Regions from separate parts of the Pan troglodytes genome. Here region 1 is linked to region 2. Evidence: chromatin contacts called from public HiChIP or PLAC-seq data. All regions are on one chromosome and are shown on one strand. The core of a region is the stretch at or near the end of the contact, and the rest is flanking DNA. Distances in the headings are between cores, read along the strand shown. Region 1 holds the start of STAMBP (STAM binding protein). Region 2 holds the start of BOLA3 (bolA family member 3).

Region 1 (2,837 bases), core at 233-2,732, 320 kb before region 2:
GCTGGGTTTGTTTGCTGATGTATCCCTAACACCTAGAACAGAACCTGGCACATAGTAGACACTCAGTAAACATTTACTGAGTGAGAGGTTGAATGGATCAGATTTTGACCTGTGTTGCCTCCTGCCAGGACCCCATCTGCACTATATGCCCACCCAATGACCAGCATCTCCAGTGCATCAATTTCTTTAGGCCCAACCCATCATGTTTACATTCTGAAGAGAGTCAGTAGAGAGAGTTTTGAAGATACAGTAGAGTGCCCTATACAATTATCTTCCCAGATTTATCTGCAGTAGATCCATGAGAGTTGATAGTAGACCCATGCACATTAATGCTTGCTGGGGGCAGAAGGGGAGGTGATATGATGCAAGCAAGTACTTTCAACCCTAAGTCTGAAAAGTTGATGACTACACAAAATCACTTCAGGTAACTCCAACAGAAATATACACAACGGAGGTTGGGAGAAATGAGAGATCTGGAGGCTGGCTAGGTGGAGGAGGCAACACCTGAATTAGGGACTTAAGCTAGACCTTGAAGAATAGGTCATGCCATCACACTAACAAACTCACAGGGAGGCTCCCAAATTTTGGGAAAGTGTCCCCCAGAGACTTAGACTTTTAAACCAAAGCCTAATGTTTCACAAAGTCTTCTGAGACAGAATGACTAGCAAGCTTGTAGGACCTTTTTGTAAAGAGGATGTATATGGATTCGTACAGACACACATCTACATGCAGAACGTGACATTCTGTATTTGATGCATAAAACCACCTTGTCCCGGTCTCAGGGCAGGAACAGTGTCATACAGATTTTTGTGTCTCCACTGCTTTTGCATAGCAGCTCTTAGAGATTAAACGCTTTTTTTCCAAATATTTTATAGGTTTTTTGACATTAAAACGTTAGTCTCATCTGGGTGCGGTGGCACACGCCAGTAATCCCAGTACTTTGGGAGGCAGAGGCAGGAAGATCGCTTGAGCCCAGAAGTTGGAGACCACAGTGAGCTATGATCACACCACTGCACTCCTGTGACAGCCTGGGTGACACCGCAAGACCCTGTCTTAAAAAAAAAAAGTTAGACTTATGTTCTTTTCTAAGCAATAAAATTAGTCTTAGATATTGCCTAATATCTAAGACTACCAATTTTTGTGTAGAATGTAATACAAGCTAAAAAATACATTCGAAAGACTTTCTGTCCCCCAATTTATAAATCCTGGTTAGTTTAGCTAAGTCTGCAGTTGTGCTGGGATCAGCAATCCCTCCTTAAATGCAGGAGTATTGTGAGTGTGATGAGGGACTACCCCAAATCAAAATAATTTTAAAAGCAAACCTTAGCTTGCGAATTGGTTCCACTTTCTTCCTTGTTCCTTTTCCTTTACCAAGATGGCCGCTGTGTCGTTCGCTCCTCATTGGTCGGATTTTCCGCAGGTGCCGATTCTAGCCCCACCTACTAGCTCTCCGTTCCAAGTCCTAAATCATTGGGAATGTAATAGACAGACGAACGGGAGTGGGCGGAGCGGGCGCCGGATGTGACGTTTCCGGAACCTCCGGGTGTCATCCGCGGGGAAAGGTGGGGAAGGGTCCCGGGAACGTGGTGGGGCAGGGCCTCCGAGCGTGGTTGGACTTTGAAGGGGATCGGCCGCCGTGAGTGTGGGGCCTGCAGCCTACTCTCCCCGAGTCCCCTGCCCGGCCTGCCTCGCTCGAGGCACCCGACGGCTTCGGTCTCCGCGGGCTGGCGCCTGACCAGCCAGGCCCAGCGCTTCCCCGCCTACTGCATTTGAAAGATCCCGAAAACCCTGGATGATTGTGCCTGGGGTTGGCAAGTTGGTCTTGAGTGCCTTCAAGAAGGGTTCCTCAAGCAGTTGTCGATAGAGCCCTCCCTACTGTATACGACCCCTCCGCTCATTCCTGCTACTTCCTTTCTCCTCCTCGTATTTCCCCCTCGGTCCTTTACGCCGCCTTTCCCCCTCATTTGCAGATGCTGCATCCCCTTTTTGGAATTGCTCAACCGGGTGGTAACCGGCGCCGCTTCCTGGCCTTGGGAAGTGGTTCCTTTCTTAACCCACAAGAACCTCTCCCATGAGGTACTGAGATACAACAAGCATCCTCTGTTTCAGTTAACTTTCATGGGCCGTGGACTAGGTTTACTAATTACTTGGGGAGGTTTTAGATATGCTTGCGGCTTTCTGAGTCCCTAAGGAGGCCTCGTGAGAGATGGACTATCTCTGCATCCCTAGTAGTCCTCACGGCTTTTGTGCTATTAGTGAGGGTGTTTTAGAGGGGAAGGTTTGTGGAGGAATTGTGACCCGAATATTGAAGAGACCTAAAGATGGAATTGGCTGAGAGAAGACTACCCCTGAGGGAAGAGTTGTAGTAGAAAAGAAAAACTGGATAGATAAATGAAACTGAAATGTGAGGATGCCTGGGCGGATTGGAATCCTGACTGAAGCAAAAGATCTCTGTTGGGGAGGGCCAGTTGCCACAGGGCCTTGAATTCCAAGATTTATTCTACTGTAGTTTGTGTATTCTAGAGCATACTGATTAGGGTTTGCTGTAATGCAATGTGTATCAAATGCCCAGATTTATTTTGGAGATGATAGTGGTGATATCTGGTTGGAATTTGGAATCTGATTCTAATAGCAACTATATCTAGAAAGACTAGAATTACTGGAGTTTTGGGACACCAGGGGTTTTTGCAATGCAAGTTACCATCGTGCCTTTTTGTTATTCAGTGTTTAGTCAATGAAGATGAGTAAATGGTTGTTTTCAAGATTTAAGTCCCTTGCCATGATAATGATGAATGAATGATTTTATAGATTGACTATAGTGGTTTAGTGAGCAGAGT
Region 2 (2,700 bases), core at 43-2,542:
GAGCAGGGTCCTGTGTCACAGAATCTCAGAGCACCTCCTTTAAAATGAGCTGTGCACTGGCTCTCTCACCACTGGTCTTATAGGCCAGGAATGAGTCCGGCAGCATCCCAGAGCTGACCCCAGGGCAGGCCCTCAGAGGCACTTGGTGCTGGATGAATGAATGAGCAGGGGAAGAACTAGTCAATTAGGGACAGAAATGCAGGACAGGAGAAAGGTCCAGAGTGTGATTATCTGCCTGCTGTGTGGAGGGACAGAAACTCGATGTTGAGAGGCTGGACAGGATTGCCAGGAGTGAGGGTGGGGTGGAGCTGCTTCTGGGGGCAGAACCTTGAGGGTAAAGGCAGAGAGTAACCAGATGGCAGACAGAATCGGCAGCTACTAAGGGGTGAGAGAGGTGAGGGTTGCAGAATCCTTGGGAGAAGCCTTTCATCTTAGCGGATCTGTGGGCAGCGGCCTTTAGTGGAACAATCAACTGACATCCCCAGATGATCACTGTCCACGCTGAAAGTCACCGCAGTGGAAGAACTTCTCTTCATGCACAGGGCAGGCAGGTTCAGAACCAGGGGAGAAGGAAAATGAAAGTTAAGAGAAAGAATGGTATGAACTGAAGCAAAGGATGGTTCAGAAAGGGGGAGAGATTAGGAGAGCGCGTGGGAAGTGCCCCCTGCTTGGGTTCTGCTCCGGTAGTGTGGGATTTGGAGGAGGATCAAGGTCAGAGGCCCAGTCGACCTTCCCAAGGCCCCGGCCCCGCTGCAGTCCCTCGCACCCACGCCTTGACTCTGAGCTATGACTCCTGTCTTCTGCTCGGTAAATCAATCCTTTTTTTTTCCTGTGCCCGCAGTATTATGACTGTTCATGTGTCTGTCCGCCTGACCTCCAACCTCCACCCAGCTCGGGAGCTCCCCTAGAGCGCGCCAGAGCTTGAAATTTCGAATGCCGTTGTCGCTGAGTGAATGAATGAATGAAAGAATGAATGAGAGAAAGGAAGAGGAGCCCCCCATTGCCAGTGCCGCGCGCGCCCTCCGGGAGCCAGTCCTCAAGCCCCGACAGCCGCCGGCCCCGCGGTCCCTCCGCAGCTCCCGTCCCGGGGAGAGCAGCCCCGACCCTGCCCACGCTCACCCCGCGGATCCCGCGGAGGAGAGGCGCTGCCGCGGCCGGGCTCCATGCAGCCATGCCCGGCCGACGTGACCCGCCGCCCGAGGTCACTGTATGCCCGAAAGACGCGGAGCGGGGGACCGAGAGCCGCCGCCGTGGGAGAGGCCGCCCCCTGCCGCCCGGAGGCCGTCAGCCTCCCGGCCCCGCCCCGGAGGCCTCCGGTCGCCTGGCTCCGGCCCCACCCCGCCATCCCCTGGCCCTGGCTGACTCGCCACCCCCGACACTGCAGCGCCTGCCGGCCTCGGGGCCCCGCCCTCTGCCTTCGCTCGCGCCGCTCTCCTTCAGTCTCCCCAGGGCCTGTTTCATGGATAGGGTCCCCTTGCCCGCGTGAAAGTCTCATTCCTCCTCAGCTCAGAAACACTCCAAGGTCTCGGCGCCCCATACTGGCCTTCCCTCATCCGAATACGCCTCGTGCCCCTGATGTACTTTTCCATTCCCACTCCCTACTCTGGCAGTCTAGCTTCTAAGCTGAGGAGTTTGGCCTTCGCTCCAGGTGCGGGGACTCGTGGAAGGATTTGATTCGCGCTTGAGAAAGATCGCTCCGCTCCTGTAAGGAAGAGAGCGTGTAGGGGCTGCAACCAGAGACACAGTCAGAAGCTCCGAGGGTACCGCGATGGTCCAGGTGAGAATGGAGGGGCCTAACTAAACCAGTGGCGGGAGGGATGGAAGAATGAACTGAGACACTTGGGAGGTGAATGGAATCGAGCGACTGCATGTGGAGGTGTGGGTGGGAAGGTATCTGAGATGACTCCAGTTTCTGGCTTGGACAATGACTTGGATGGAGGGTTAGGTGGGGGCTGAGCAGAGTCCACGAACAGTTTTTAATTTGCCTGAGTTTAAGGTGCCACAGGATACAGCCTAACAGAGGCCCAGGTTGGAGCCATGGACCATGGAGTCACGAGAATGGAAGGGAAGCTGACGCCATGTGGGATGGGGTAGAACTGTCCGCAAATTCGTCCCGCCTCTGGAGTCTTCAGACCAGTCAAGGCCGAAATTCAACCAAGCCTCTCCTCTCTCTAGCTGTTATTTGTTTGGAGCACGCGGTCTGGTGGCACCCTGCAGGATTTACCAGCTTTTTGCCAACATTCTGGCCTATGCAATCAATACGTCCCTTCAGCGTTGCACTTGGATGGATTGGACCTATAGTTGTTATATATGGATATTGTCTAATTTATTTATTACAGTATTAACTGACTCCTATGTTCTGGCCTTCAGAATTTCTCCTTTGGATCAATTACTAGCCTGTCTTACATTTTCTGCTTCATTCTTTTAAAATGTTTAGAGATGATTTGCTAAGTTTTCTTCATTGCTGTCAATGATGCAATTTAAACTGTCAAAAAATTTTTTTCTCAAGCAGGGTAGTAATGGTGAAGACAGCATGGTTTAGATGAGGCGCACCTATCCCCAGCTCTAGGAATGGAAACAGGACCCAAGTCTGGCTAATCAGAGACTGGTTTAGGGTCGGCCCCATGGTCTGAGCCAGACCAATGAGAATTGGTAGAGGGACTTCCTTTTGCAACTTCTATTTTAGAATCGGGGGTATAT

Evidence for each region. HiChIP or PLAC-seq counts read pairs in DNA pulled down with a chosen protein or histone mark.
Region 1: a contact with region 2 is called in an H3K4me3 HiChIP or PLAC-seq map of stem cell-derived excitatory neurons, with 6 times the contacts expected there. The contact joins the promoter of STAMBP here to the promoter of BOLA3 in region 2. A contact is called at or near these places in 1 of 7 Hi-C or Micro-C datasets (stem cell-derived neural progenitor cells), 1 of 1 datasets of contacts at active chromatin or transcription factors (stem cell-derived excitatory neurons) and 1 of 1 other capture datasets (stem cell-derived neural stem cells).

The regions. Positions count from the first base shown.
Region 1 is chr12:48,926,011-48,928,847 of NHGRI_mPanTro3-v2.0_pri, reverse strand. It overlaps STAMBP (STAM binding protein), which reads left to right and starts at 1,482. Exons shown (of 12, transcript XR_010149362.1): 1 at 1,482-1,562. It overlaps LOC134807886 (a long non-coding RNA gene), which reads right to left and starts at 2,091. Exons shown (of 2, transcript XR_010149363.1): 1 at 1,323-2,091.
Region 2 is chr12:48,606,094-48,608,793 of NHGRI_mPanTro3-v2.0_pri, reverse strand. It overlaps BOLA3 (bolA family member 3), which reads right to left and starts at 1,292. Exons shown (of 3, transcript XM_001153666.7): 1 at 1,120-1,292. The coding sequence starts at 1,173. LOC104005038 (a long non-coding RNA gene) reads left to right here and starts at 1,280. Exons shown (of 2, transcript XR_678174.5): 1 at 1,280-1,777; 2 at 1,997-2,700.